2 separate regions of the Mus musculus genome follow, and region 1 is linked to region 2. The links are chromatin contacts, called in public HiCAR-type maps. All regions are on one chromosome and are shown on one strand. Each heading gives the region's core, a stretch centred on a gene start, on an enhancer-like site or on the middle of the called end of the contact. The rest is flanking DNA. Distances are from core to core; before and after follow the strand shown.

Region 1 (7,296 bases), core at 4,596-7,095, 99 kb before region 2:
CATATGAGGCCTACAAGCCAAACAACCAGGTAAACCTGGTGAGAAACACACGGATCCTGCCTCACGAGGGCTTTTCCTTCAGGACTTTCCTTTTCTTGACCTTTTCCTTCTCTCTGCTCTCTATCATAGCAACTGTTTTGTTTTTCTCATTATCACTCAGAAAGCCAAGATTTGTTTTGTTATAGAAAATAAACAATGATCCCTATCCAGACACCCAGAAGGAAGATAAACACAGACCTAATTAAAGCAAGCAGTAGCCTGAGAGAAATCGAATACTGTGAACTTATCTTTTTTGACACTTTTCCCCCTCAGGACATTTTGGCAGCTACCTCAGTCCAGATCTCGTTTTGGGGCTTCAGGCCTATCTATGCACCCACATCCATCAAACTGACTGCACTGCGGTTTCTATCTCAAATGTCTCCCACCAGCTCATGGCACTGTTTCCAAAGTGGAGCCCGGCAGGGGAAAGTAGGCCACTGCGGGGTGGGTCTTTGAAAGTCACACCCAAACGGGCTCTGTCTCACTCTGCTTCCCAGTCAGACACCAGGCCCTGCCTCAGACTCATGCCACCACAGAAGGAAGCTTTCTGCCATGGTGCCTTCTTGCAACAACAGACTAAAGTCCTTCAAACCCATGGGCCAAAATAATCATTCCTTTCCTAAGTTATTTCTGTTGGGTAGTTTGTTACAGCAATGGCATAGTAACTAATACAGTAGCCATCTTCACTCACCGGCTATCTGTCTCTTGTCAACTATGCAACATGAAGCCACACACACAGAATCACAGTAGATCACCTCCTTCACTGGACCCTCCCACCACACCTCCACCATATAGGCTCACCTACACAGACACCAAGAGAGGAGATCAAATAATCAACTATTTGATTATTTTTCAAAGCAAAGGCACTTGTTTCAAATAAGTACAAATGTGTGTGAAAGTGACTGAGAGAGAGTGGGGAATATGTTTGTACATGTGTGCATGTATGGATGTGTGTGTGCATGTGTATATGTGTGCATGTGTGTATCTGTGTATGTTTATGCCTATACACGTGTGCCCACGTGTGTGTATGTGTGTATATATATGTGTGTGCAAAAGACAGAGGTAGATGTGGAGTGTCTTCTTTCATTACTCTTTTACTCCATTACTCACACTTTTTTATTTTAAAATTTTATTTGTAAAAGGTTTCATGTGTATAAGATGTTCCTTGATCGAAGAACCCCCACCCCAGAATGCACATTATCCTTTCCCATCCTCCCCCTCCCATCAAATGCCCTCTTCTTTCCAGATCTTCCTATTTTATATCCTTTCATTGTGCATTTAACTGAGGCCTCCTGCAAGCATGTGGCTGAGAGTGGCTTACTTCACCCGGAGCCATGTTCCTGGGAGGAGCGTGACTCAAGGCTACTGCTCAGTTTTCCAGTGCACCACCTGAGGAACTGGATCCTCTGCAAGTCCACCTGGAAAACCAAGCTTACTTTGTATCCTGTCATCACACCTCCATGCTGGCTTTTGCTTGTCTGAATCCACAGATGGGCTTAGGCTTGGCAGCCAATGAGCCACACCTGGATCATCATCCAGCCATATCTGCCACATTGTAGGGCACAGAGCAGAGCTCAGTGAGTATTCACATAGAGGAATCAAGCAAAGACACTAAAGCTCTGGTTAGTCCTCCACTAACCTGTCTGTGCAGCCCAGGTGTCAGGACGGGACAGGTTGGGCCTTTTAAGGGAAATAGTCACTGTGTTGGTCACTTGTTACTGTACTAAAATGCCATAATCAGAAGCAACTTATAGAAGAAAGAGTTTATTTGGACTTACAATTACAGCGTGGGGTGAGGAGGAGGGAGCGAAAGGATAAGAGAAGGGGAAAAGGAATGGGGGATGGAGAAGAGGAAAGGGAGAAAGGGGGAGATGGAGAAGAGAAAGGAGAAGGGGAGGAGGGGGAGAGAAAGGAAGAGAAGGTGAGGAAGAGGGAGGGGAAGAGGGAGGAAGGAGAAAAGAGAAGGAGAGGGGGAGGAAGAGAGGGAGGAGAAAGGGAAGGAGAGGAGGGGGAGAGAAAGGAAGAGAAGGTGAGGAAGAGGGAGGGGAAGAGGGAGGAAGGAGAAAAGAGAAGGAGAGGGGGAGGAAGAGAGGGAGGAGAAAGGGAAGGAGAGAGGAAGGGAGGGGCAGGAAGGATAGGAGAAAGGGGGAGGGGAAGGAAGGAGGGAGAGAAAGGAAGACAGAGGAGGGGGGAGGGAAGAAGGAGAAGAGGGAGGAAGGAGACCCTTTCACAAAGCTCATTTGATCATTCGCTCCATGAAAACCAGCTTCTTCCATTCTGAGCATGATGTTCCAAGTGCTATATAACGCATGGATTGCTTGATTCAATCCCCTGTCGACTTTATGAAAAGGGAATTATATTAATCCACATTTTACTGTTGTAGGATTGTGTAAAGGTTTTCAAGTGGCTCAGAGCCACCCAGCAAAACAGATGGATTTTGAATCAAGGTCTCCCTCCCATTAGAGATTGAACTGACCCATCCCTGCAACCTTCATACACTGAAGGCTCAACTTGTCCAACAAGCTCTTTGTCCAAGAACAGCATCTGTTTCCCTGCTGGCAATTATGGTAGGGTTCTCAGCTTCTGACCAATGAGGGTTCTGAGATCAAGGATGCTTGTGCATTAGAAAGAATAACAGGGAACTAACATAGCCAAGCTGATGTCACTCACTGCCTGTACTTTGAAAATATGCAAGATGTATCAAAACAAACTTATATTGGACATTGGGATAAAAAAATGACATTATTTGGATGAGAGCCACAGGCCAAGTATCTGAATATGATTTACATAGAATCATGGGTACTACCCTGCCTTACATCCTGAAGAAAGTGGGGCAATTCCTGAGTGTACTCCAGCCCATTGAGTGGAGTTTCATTCTAGGAGTTTCACACACATCAATCACTAGTACCAAAGGAAGAAAATGCTATGAGAGAGGCCAGGCAAAACTGAGAACCAGGCTCAAACAGCGCTGCTGGGACCACCAACAAGAGAAAAGGAAGACTGTCAAGGAATGTAACGAGGTGGGAAGATTTCAACAGATTTTTAAGTGAATGTAGGAGTGTGGGAATGACTGACATAAAAAAATGAAGGATTAGAAGAAGTATTCATAATTATGCCCTAGAAGAATTCATATCAAAATAGCTATTAATCATCTTTAAGTAGTAAAGCACAAGAAGCTAAAAAGATGTGAAGGTTTAAACCGATTAGCACATATCTGGGATTAAAGAGGAGGAGGTAAGAAGGAGGAAGTGAAAGGCTCCTGCTTTGCTCCAGGACGCCCTAAAGATTGCCTTCCTGTTAATCAGGAGGAGGATCTGGTTCATGAGGGAGGGCAGGAAGAGGGGGTGTAGAACAGTTCTAAACATGTCGGGAGGGTTCAGTAAGACATCAACCAGCTGTCAAGCAGATAGTTGTCAATGAAATAATATGAAATAAAATCAAGACATGGAATTGGAGGCAAAATACTCAGTAATTCTCCTTTCAGGTGCACACTCAGTGAGTGAAAGACTTGGAGGCTGAGGGATTGCCAAGATCGGATTAGCCTGTGGGCACGTCTGGGGGTGGGGGATTGTTAATTGATATGAGAGCCCAGCCCACTGTGGGCAGCACCATTCCCTGGGCTAAAATGTCCTGAGAAAGCTAGCTAAGCATAAGCCTTTCAGCAAGTCAGCAAGCAGCATTCCTCCCTGGTTTCTGCTTCGAATTACTGCTTGAGTCCCTGCCCTGCCATCTCTTACTGATGCAACCCATTAGATAAAATAAATCCTTTACTGCCCTTAGTTGCTTTTGTTCAGTGTTTTATCACAGCAACTGAGATAAATCTAAAACAATGCCCTAGGCTCTATCATACTTATACATACACATACACACACATATACATATGATTGAAAGCAGGAATACAAACAGATATGTGTATGTGTATGTCCACAGACAAGGCAATGTTACTCATAACAGACAAAAGTCAGAGAAAACTCAGGGTCTACTGACTTAAATAAATACACATAAGGTGGTATATAAATGTAATAGAATTAACATTATGCTTTTAAAAACATTGAAATTCTAATGTATACTATGGCATGGTTGGATCTGGAAAACATAATGCTGAGTGAGAGAAGTCAGACACAAACGATAAAAGTGACCCTGTGTACATGAAGTACCTAAAGTAGTCACACTCACAGAGACACACCATGGTGAAAGAATCCTCAGAGAAGTGAGGGAGTTATTGGTTAAAAGGCACAGTTTCAATCTTCTCATACAATTTTTGCTCATACAACATAAATGAACCTAAATCCTAAATGAACCTAAATCCTAAATGAACCTAAATCCACTTTCAATGGCTGAACTAGTACATTTTTGTTGTGTATGGTTTTTGTAAAACAAACTTGGAGCTGTCCTAAGTATCGATGTGAGAAAGCAGAAAGATGAATCAAGGTTGGATTGATTGATCCTATTCTGATTCAGTTCTATGTGACAATCTCTGTGGCCAAGGACTGACTAACTAGCAGCATACGCCATGGGCTTCTCATAAACTAGCAATGTGCTTGGTGGGTTCAGCTCTGTGTCTCATCTCAATATCACAAACAATGAGCTGGGTTGCTCCAATTACAGAGTCATAACTTGAGACGCCAGGGATCTGACTAACTTGTTCAAGGTCTCTTGGCTGATAGATGGTAGAACCATCATTAAAATGCAGATCTGTCTCATTCGTGGGTCTTTGGGTTTTTCTTTAATTTTTTTTTCTTTTTAGAATACTGCCATGATTGGCTAAGAAGAAAGAACTCAATATTAACTCAGAACACTTAAGCATTAAATTATGCTTATAATAATAATGTAACAGCTAAATAAATCACTTTATCTTTGAAAAGCATTTCAGAATCAGCAATGTAATCATCTCCAGACCAATTCTGAACTCTGTCGTTGCCACCAAACAGGAAAGATAAACCACACGAAAGATTACATTTATCTGTGCGTCAGGACATGTATTTTTTTATTCTAGAAAAACCTCTTCAACATATTCTGTCACAAGTTCCAGATGGAAAGAAAAACTAGAAAGCAAATTTTTGAGGAAATTAAACAAAAACTTTAAGCCCTTTGAAAGAATAACTGTAGCCGTGTGTTTGTAAATAAATTTCCACTCAGATATTAAAATGAATACTTTCTGATTCACAGCCAGTGCAATGAGCCAAACCAAATGAAATAAAATTTGGCTGCCTCAGTGCACACATTCCTAAAAGTCCAGTGAGGACATTCAGTGGGCCCTGATTTGAACTATTTCACAACCACATCTGTACGTAGCAGCATGCACAAAAAGAAAAAAGAGAGAGAGAGAGAGAGAGAGAAAGAAAAAGAAAAAGAAATCCAGGATGCTTAATCATGCATCCCAAATTCTATTTTCACACGAGTTCTTTTTAATTAATTTTACCAGAAGCAACACCCACCTATAAATTGCATTTTGCTTTTATTTTTTAAATGAACCAGAAAGTATTACTAATATCCAATTATATTCCCCAAAGATGTTTTGAAAGAAGGAATTCTAGGAAAGACAACAGCCCTGGAAAGTCTCCTTTTCTTCATAAAAAGTGAAGTCAGAAGAAATTCTCTCTGTCCTTATAAGACCCCAATTGACTGAACATGTTGACGTGATACCTTTGGGTCCAGTCTCTGTAGCCCATCTGCAAAGCCACAGTTGTTTCAAGCACCTGGCACAGAATCAAGCCAACAGCTGCGACAAAGCATGATGGGATCAGTGACCACCACCTCACCACAGTACCCTGGAGACAATGAGTCGCTTTCAACAATGCATCTCCTAGCTCTACACACAAGGAAATGCTAGTGTGCAGTCCAGAATAGGACCTTCTGAAATGGCTCCTCCTGCTCCTATAATATCCAGCACAGGGTTTTGAACACCCTGAGAACATGGTGCCTTGCCCCAAGACCAGATTTTAGAAGGTCTGAAGGACTGGGTAGGGGGATGAACAAAGAAAAAGATGAGTGTTAGATAAGATTGAAACAAAGGAGGAGATGGTGTAACCATCGGGGTGACTAATTCAAAGGCAGGCAGCATTCCCCAAATGTCCTGGCCTTCCTTCTTTGTACTTTTTGCTTCCAGAAAGTTCTCCAAGCTTTCTTACCACATCAACTCCTTTAAAGATAAAACCCTGATGGCCAGAACTGGTAGAAAGAATTTCAAAGTATTCTCTTCCTGAGAGAGAAGGAAGAGAAAATGTTCTTGCAATCTAAGAGACAGGATAAAACCCAGAGACCCTGAGCAGGTTCTGCCACGTGGTCTGGTTCCACACAGTCAAAGATAAGCTTGTGCTCCAGCTCAGGGTCATTTTAATGCTTTAGGGAGAGAGGAAAAGATTGTTGGCTGAGATCAGATTAGTGCAGAGTATGGAGATATGGAGGTCCTTCAAACTGCTGGGACCCTTTAAAAAAAATGGATTCCTGATTTACTAAGTGCTAACTAAGAATTTCACCGATCTTTGAGAGTCTCGCCGAAATTCTATTGTAGGCACAACTCTGCATAGACATTCCAATGAAAAGGAAGGACAGGAAAGTCGGGCATTTAAGATTCCACAAATAGGGACTTCTTTAGCACATCTGTAGCAATGGTGCAGGCATTACTGATTTTCTTCACTTGACTGCGACCTCTTCAAAAATAAGGAGACCGGCTAATCTACTTTTTCAACCTCAACAATTGTGTCTGACTATTGGAGTAAATCAATTTGTCCATTTTTCTTTCTTTAACACTTAGCACAATAGCCTCAAGATTACCCCATGCTCTTGTGGATGGAAAAAAACCCCTCCTTTTTAATAAATAATACTTCAATTCTACAAGTAATTTCAAGAGAGTAAAGAAGAAAAAGAAATAACAGGTGTGGTCAACACGTGCAAAGTTTTTGTTCATCTTGTGGCCACTGGAGAGTTAAAGGATGCATAAAGAAACATGGGTTGATTGGCCTGTGAATTTCAGCCAGGGTGGTGTGCAGAGTCCTCAAGCCTAGAGACAATTTCTGTGAGGTATGTCGTGGTGGCCCAGAAGCCTGGTAAAGAGTAAACGTGATGGTCACCCAGGAAACACAGGCTTGTCGTTGGAACATACCCTCCTGGGCATCCAGACCACCCAAGAAGACTTTTTGAGACTGACAAAAAGTTCATTCTTCATCAAACACCATGTTGTGCTGCTTAACCTTTGCCCTCTATATTTGTTTGATGCGCTTTTTTAACTGATCAGCAAAGAGGCAGTGAACATTT
Region 2 (7,917 bases), core at 2,023-4,522:
AAATTAAACGTGATCATTTATGCAAAATTAGTTATCTCAAAGGTATTTTTGTTTAAGAGTTTGACATAGGAGGCTGAAGAGACAATTCAATAGATAAATCACTTCTCACATAAAGCCGGTGACCTAAGCTTAATCCTCTATCTTCTTTGTCATTTAATATTCTTTTCTCCAGTTTTATATTTAGTGATAGTTATATTAAATTAAGTATTAGTTACAGTTACATATCAATTATGTGCAATAACTGGAGTGTTATTAAAAAACAGTGGAAATTAGCCAGGCAGTGGTGGCACACGCCTTTAATCCGGCACTTGGGAGGCAGAGGCAGGTGAATTTCTGAGTTCGAGGCCAGCCTGGTCTACAAAGTGAGTTCCAGGACAGCCAGGGCTACACAGAGAAACCCTGTCTCTGGAAAAAAAAACAGTGAAAATTATGCCTCACAATTCATGTAACCATATTTATAATTACATACAATAAAATAATATATCATAAAATAATAATATAATAAAATTTTCAAGAGTGCTTTACCCTAATTTAATAAATGTTTATAATAAAATCTCTCCCAACAGAATTGTTTTCCAATTTTAATTTCATTAACATTCTAAGTTCAGCTGTGAGAAATATGGCAAGTGTTCCATGATCATCTTATTTATAAATGAATAATTAAGAGTGCATTCATATCCATTAGACTGCCACGAAAAATCATCTCAGCTCATCACAGAAGCAAAAACTTCTTTGACAGACCTACATGCCACTGCCTGGCTCTAGTCCGCCCAGACAACATAACCTGAGTTCTCCCCAGAAATCTTATTTCCAAGTCCTCTCTAAGAAATATCCTTACATCTCACAGCCATCTCTTATCCCTGTTCAAAGGACTCCAGATCTTGTTTTCTTGGAAGCACACTGACTGACAGGAATGTCGCCATGGGAATGCAGCTCCCACTTGGACATCTTCATGGGGACATTTTATAGCAACCTAAACTTAGCACCACCCTGACTGTAAAGTCTTCAGATGGAGACTCTGATATATCCAGACCATTATTTGGTCCAGGGATGAGAACTTCACTTTAGCTGAATTCATCAGACCAAATGGGACTACTAACATCCCGTGCTTTTTGCAACTTAATCATGTCCTCTTGTGAACGTGAACCAAAACCATGTTTCTAGAGACTGGTGGGGACATCCTATGACAGTGTGGTGGCCCCACCTGGGATACAATAGATACAGGGAACACAGCAGAGTAGAAAGCTGAAAGCAACCCAGAGCTTTGATAACATTAAGTCAACGGATCAATCAGCCAGAGATTCTAGCCTGCTGCACGCCACATCTGGAACATCTGCTTTGTGAGCTGAATTTCTAATTGTCAAAAACAATTCGGCTTTGTTGTGTGTGTGCTGACGTGCACACTAACTGATCTCTCTTCTTGTGAACAGGAGGCTATTGAGGAAGGGGGTGGTACAAGCTTTGGGGAGAGCACTGAGTATACTAACCAGTCTTTAAGATTACCAAGAAGAAGGATTTCCCATTTGCAAATAAACTTAACCTTAAGCTTACTTGTGCTGAAAGAATTCTTCCTGTGAAAGTCATGGGGTGGCAGAGTGAAAGACTGCATTTATTTCCGTTTCTTACTCTGCAAATGTTCCTCCACTGGGCTGGTGCTTAAGAAGGCTGTGTAAATTAAATAGGACCATCGGTTCTCTGAGAACCAAGACTACATCATGAAACTGTAACTTCAAAACATAGGCTCCCTCTGCTATCTTCCATATATAGGCTTGGCAAGATCCAAACGTAATACATAAAGCTGGAGTGCCACTGTTTAAAATGGTGGGGATTGGTATGTGTCGACCACCACAACCTGGCAAAGGCATCATGGAAATAGGAAATAGTGATAATACACACACAAGCGTCTATCTACTACCCACTGTGTGCTGGTGGTATGCACAGTTTTAGACCCAGGAATCTTTGCTCTAGGAATCTCCTAAAAGCAAAATGCAGGCAGAGTCTTTGCAGAGGAAGTGAAGACCTAACCTATGTGTTATTTAAAACAAAACAAAACAAAACAAAACAACGACTTGAATAAGTTCCAGTGATTACATGTACACTGTATGTCATTGCACTGAATTAATGCTGAGGAGATACACTTAAAAGGATATATAAGGTAATCAAAAGTTGAGAAATGTAACTCAGGGTTGACAATATGGCTACTTGGTGAGTTAAGACACCTGCTGCCAGGAATGAGGACCCAAGTCCAAGGCCCCAAAGTTGCCACATGGTGGAATGAGAAAACCGACCCTTGCAAGTTGTCTTCTGATGCGTGCAATGCACACGCAACATCAATAAATTAAAATGTAATATTTTTAAAAGCATAATAAGTGATACACTGTATTGAAAACTATAAAACAACTCCATACAAAGAAATCAGGCAAAATCCACATTAAAGGTCTTCAAGAGATAACTGTGAAGAGGATAGGATTTGGCAAGAGCTTAATTTTTCCTTACTTCTTTTTACAACTAAAATTCTTGTGTTTCTATCTGATAGAATGAAAATAAAGAAAATATCTAGAGCCGGGCATGGTGGTGCACACCTTTAATCCCAGCACTCAGGAGGCAGGGGCTGGCAAATCTCTGAGTTCAAGGCCAGCCTGGTCTACAAAAGTGAGTTCCAGGACAGCCAGGGCTACACAGAGAAAGCCTGTCTCGGAAAAAAACAAAAAAAAAACAAAAAACAAAAAACAAAAAAACAAAACAAAACAAAAAAACAAAAAAAAAGAAAATATCTAATATGGGGGACCTTTGGGATAGCATTGAAAATGTAAATGAGGAAAATACCTAATTTAAAAAAAAAAAAGAAAATATCTAATAAAAAAAAGTCGATTGTCCCACAGGGCTTATCATTTGACTCCTTGTATAAGATCCAGTTGAGGCCTTTGTAAGAAAGTTTTAGTCACTGTATAATCAATAACCGGACTTTTGGGCCTGTACAGTTCAGGGAGTCTCATGAACTTTGGATAAGGAAAAAAACTGTCTTCATTCTTCCTAACTTTTAACTGGAATTTGTCCAGTTAAAAGAATGTGTCCAGGAGCTGTCTCTCCCTTGCTTGTCTTTCAAATCACGCATACTTGATGATCCTTCCTTGAAATATATTTACTTACCACTAATTTGAAATTAACATTATATCCTGGTCTTCTTCTTCAGTTAGGAACACCACTCTGGGAAGACGTTCACAGCCTTCCCATGACAGTCCAAATGGTCCAAGACATAAACTAAGTCCAGATGAGGGGTGTGGTCCCCTGAGTCACCCAGTATAAAGAGTCACTTGGGAAAGCAGGTGGGGAATGTTTGCACTAGAATTTCTATGACAGAAGAATAAACTTGGTCTTAAGCTGAGGTTTATAGAGTCCTTTATTCTGTAGCTGTCCTACCCTGATGAATGGAGAGAAGAAAGTTGTAAAATTGAGCACTGTGTGTATGGGAAGGTGAATATGATTATTAAGAATAAAGAGAAAAGTGAAAGTGCATTTTTGAGCGGTTGCTACATTTTGGAGATGAACACAGGTAAGAAAGCAGAAGGACACATGGCCCTTTCGAATGACGCTCTCTCGGGAGATTATGGAAATCAGACACCGTATTTTCTGTTCTCTGGTGCCTTCATAGACAATGAGTCCTTGTCAGGAGTGGCCACTGAAAGCAGGAACCATCAAAGGACTTCAGCAGAGTTTTCTCTGCCAAATCTGTCATTTACAAGATGACAAGGATGGCTTCGCTCTTAGACCAGTTTCTTCATTTTATAAAGTGCTCTGTGGTTTGTAAAAGTTAATATAAGCAAATATATGGTAACAGTCCTAATAGAGCTCTCGGCATGTGCAAGCTTGGATGGACGGCTCCCCTTTCCTATCTTTTCTCTCTGCTGTAAGCCATTAACAGTCCATCTCGTACACTCAAGCTTAAAAGAATTAAAGAATATATTAAGAAAACATTGATTTTTTTTTCTCCTTGAGTCAAAAGCATAGCACTTTAAACTCATTATATCAGGTACAGTACAATGTTGGCATGAAGCTAAACTAAGAAAAATTATGATTAAAATTCAAATAGAGCATTGAGGTTGTGCTGGGGGAACAGAATGAGGAAAAATTACCGAAAAGGGAGCCTGTAATTTAAAACTGTCAGTCAAAGGGAATCGTGACATCGGCAAACAGTTTGCTGGGTTCCACACAGGACTCTTGTGGTAAGCATGCATGTGTGCCAGTCCTAGGGAAACCCAACTGAATTTCTCCATCTCTTTCCTTGGTGCTTTATTCCTTACGTAATGGTCTCTTAATCTTATCGCCAACGTGATGGGGAAGGGTATTTCTAAATGCAAAGAAGCGAATTTTAAAAATATTATATTAGGTTCACTTAATGTCTGATGTGGAACTCTGAAAAACCCAGTTACAAAATCGAGTGGAAAGTGAAAATATAGGATAATACTGTCTCTGCATGGGAGACTGAAGCTTCCTCCTGTCCATTCTGATCTCCGAGGGAGGGGTTGCCCAGGAAAGATCACGGAAATGCTAAGGGATAGGATGAACGCCTGACCTCTCTTCTACCTCGCTCTACACCCAGCAAGCGGTGAGCACCTCTCCGGGGAGGAGGCAAACGGATTGTTTCCTGAAGCAGTGGGCAGAACAACGAAAGAACTGACAATATTCCGACTTATGCTTCCAAAGAATTTTCTAGAGAATATAATTCTTTCTACGAAAACTGCAGGACTCTAAGGAGAAAGGACTCATACCGTCAAGAAGAAAGTGCTGCCACCTACAGGAAAAAGACCAAACTAGCGTCTGTAGGAAAGGGTGGGAGGTGGGGAGGGCAGGGAGAGGAAGTGGCAAGCCTCCAGAGGAACGAAAACTGCCTTCAAAATCTTAAACCTAGTGGATCCTATGTCCTTGCTATCCCATTTCACATACACCAACCACCTGTGGCCAGCAAGTGCTTAAAATATGGGTTGTCTGGCCAAGTCTGTGTTATTCTTAAGCCTAATAGTTTAGTTGATTAGACCACTTTTCAACCCAATAATAAAGCCAACATAGAATTTTTATTTGTTAAGTAAATCAAAACCATGATCAAGAGACTATGTTGACCTTTGACCTTTTCTGAGCACAGACCATTTTCCTGTGATAAAAATTTAGCTTGGAATTGGTGTTCAATAATTAAAGGATGTCGGCTACCACATTCCGGTTCTGAGGTCAGAGCAGTACTATTGTGAGATCTATCACTATGTCTTGCATTGCTACTCAAGGTACAAAACTGCTTATCAATATAGCAGAATTTGTAAGATTTTATCCAATTTTGTATCTGCTAATTGCCATAGCAAACATTTCAGATGTAAATAACACTTGATAACCAGATATATATCTGACATGTATATATATACATATATATGTGTATATATATATATATATATATATATATATATATATATATATTCAGATATATAGGCATATATATGTTGTGTGTATACATATTACATATGTATGTACATTATATGTACATACATATTTATTCATATATGTGTGTATATACTTATGAAGAGACACCTGCTGTGTTCTTCTTTCCATTAAACACTAATTACAAGGCTTACAATACTCGGGTACCTGGTTTCCTTCTGTGCCAACCCTTGAATAAGTCACTACAAGTTTCTGTACATAACTCTTTAGGTTCTGCTATTAAAGTAAATTTGAGATTTCAAGCTGTTATGCAAGACAATACTTAAAAACTAAGATATGCTTCTAATAATTCCAATATTTTAGTTTACTTTTTCAAATTTCCTAACTTTAAAAATCTCCATTGAAGTCAGACATTTCTAATAAACACTTTGCATTTGACTTGGGAAACGGAATTACTGACAGTACAAAGCAAAAAAGAAGTGATATTCTCAATCATTTTATGATGACTACAAGTTAAAATTGTGATGCTTTAACTGTGCTTTTCGAGTAAAATATATTATAAAGATCAATTTATTAGTATCTCTCTTTTTTTTTACTTTTATAAAATGTAGTCACCAAGACATCCTAAATGACATGTGGCTGACATATTTCTATTGCACAGTGACATTCTAATTGAGTTGAAGTCAGAGAAAGAGATAGGTAAAGTTTGTTTTGCTAACACCGTCACTTCAAGCGACTGTGTCTACAAACAGCCTTTGCTCTCAAAATGAACCTGCCTTTATTTTATTTTTATTTTTATCTTATCTTATCTTATTTTATGGGCAGAGCCTCATTGGATAATACAGTCAAGGTTGAAACTCTTGATCCTCTAGCCTCTGCATGCTAGGTTGATAAGCATATGCCACTATACCCTGGAAGATTAATTGTTTTCTTTTAAGACAGGCTTTCACATAGCCCAGGCTTACTTCAAACTTACTAGGTAGCTGAAGCTAAGCTTGAACTTTTGATCCTCCTAACTCCACCCCCGAATGCTGAGATATCGGGTTTGTGCAATCATTCCCTAGAAAGAAGATTAATTTTTAAAACATGCAGCAAGCAGTTTGAATAGGTTAATATAACACAATTTTTAGAGGAAATAACCTAATTCCATCTTCAGTGATTATCACTGTAACTAATGAATATCTTTAAGTGGTAGGAAATTTAATTTTAATGAATTCAATCACATGATCATTTCTATCAGAATTAATGAACTGCTAACACCTTTTTATAGAAATTCGATTAAAATTTTTCCTGTTCCATTTCTTCCATAAATTTCCAGCATTATTGCTCCAGATTGATACCTTCTATAGATCATAGCTACATCAATCATGAAGGTGATAGATAGATAAATGATAGATATACAGACACATAGATAGATAGAGATGGATGGATGGATAGAGAGAGAGAGAGAGGGAGAGAGAGAGATAGATAGAAGATATACAATGATGATAGATATGATAGATAAATGATATATCAATAGATAAATAGAAGATAGATGATATGCAACAGATGATAGATGATACATAAATGGGTATAATAAATGATAGATATGATAGATAGATGATAGAAGAAAAATAATAGATGATAGATAGATAGATAGATAGATAGATAGATAGATAGATAGATAGATAGATAGATAGACAAATGATAGACTAATATAGACAGATAAATGATAGACAGACAGACAGACAAGTAATAGATATACAGACAATTGATAGATAGACAGACAGACAAATATAGGCAGATAAATGATAGACAGACAGACAGACAGACAGACAGACAAGTGATAGACATACAGTCAGACAAGTGATAGATAAGTAGATAGATAGGTAGATAGATTGATAGATAGATAGATAGATAGATAGATAGATAGATAGATAGATAGATAGATGCCATCTCTCACTGGTTTTTATATTGTAGAACCTACTGTATGTTCTCCTGGGTCCTTTCCTGGTCCTCAATGTCTGAAGTCCTTTTCCACAGTACGAACATATCTGTTACCAAATATGTCATTTTTCAATCTACAAATGCCATGCTTCCCCTTCCTCCTTTCTCATATCCCATTGGTAACATGTTCACCTGTTATCCAACAGGAAAATAAAACAAAACCAATCAGACAGGCCCTCGATTCAGCCACCAAATCCCCACATAACGATACCATGTCCAGCCGTCTGGGTCTGTTTGCCCAAGACAGTCCTTGTGTGCGTACTGAAATTCTTACCTTCCAGGAGCCACCTCAGCCCTACACACAGCAAGACTGTTGGAAGCCCTTCCTGAGTCACTCAGTCTTGAACACAGAGTAGGACTTTAGATTCCTTCCTTGCCAGCCAGGAAAGCAAATCAAGAGGGTGTTGGGTGTTGCAACCACCTCCGAGCAGTCAGTGTGCTGCCCTGCTGACCTTGCCCTCTGTCCTCTCATCCACATGGCTGCCCTTTTCTCCGTTGCCAAAATTC

Evidence for each region. HiCAR-type assays count read pairs that join an accessible place to other places.
Region 1: a contact with region 2 is called in a HiCAR-type map of fibro-adipogenic progenitors, with 2.2 times the contacts expected there. The contact joins two enhancer-like sites. A contact is called at or near these places in 2 of 39 promoter capture datasets (the 3T3-L1 cell line and embryonic stem cells), 1 of 15 datasets of contacts at CTCF or cohesin (pro-B cells), 4 of 484 Hi-C or Micro-C datasets (adipose-derived mesenchymal stem cells, embryonic fibroblasts, muscle stem cells and 1 more) and 2 of 115 datasets of contacts at active chromatin or transcription factors (fibro-adipogenic progenitors and large pre-B cells).

The regions. Positions count from the first base shown.
Region 1 is chr10:4,774,205-4,781,500 of GRCm38.p6, reverse strand. All of the region lies in intron 3 of Esr1 (estrogen receptor 1 (alpha)), which reads right to left. Among named protein-coding and RNA genes, the nearest start is that of Esr1, 68 kb to the right of the region's middle. Within about 2 kb of position 5,845, at least 51 of the 459 cell types and tissues checked have an H3K27ac peak or open chromatin away from gene starts, as enhancers often do. A contact at or near this core is called in fibro-adipogenic progenitors, where this site is marked.
Region 2 is chr10:4,672,041-4,679,957 of GRCm38.p6, reverse strand. It overlaps a transcript of Esr1 not described here. Among named protein-coding and RNA genes, the nearest start is that of Esr1, 34 kb to the left of the region's middle. Within about 2 kb of position 3,272, at least 9 of the 459 cell types and tissues checked have an H3K27ac peak or open chromatin away from gene starts, as enhancers often do. A contact at or near this core is called in fibro-adipogenic progenitors, where this site is marked.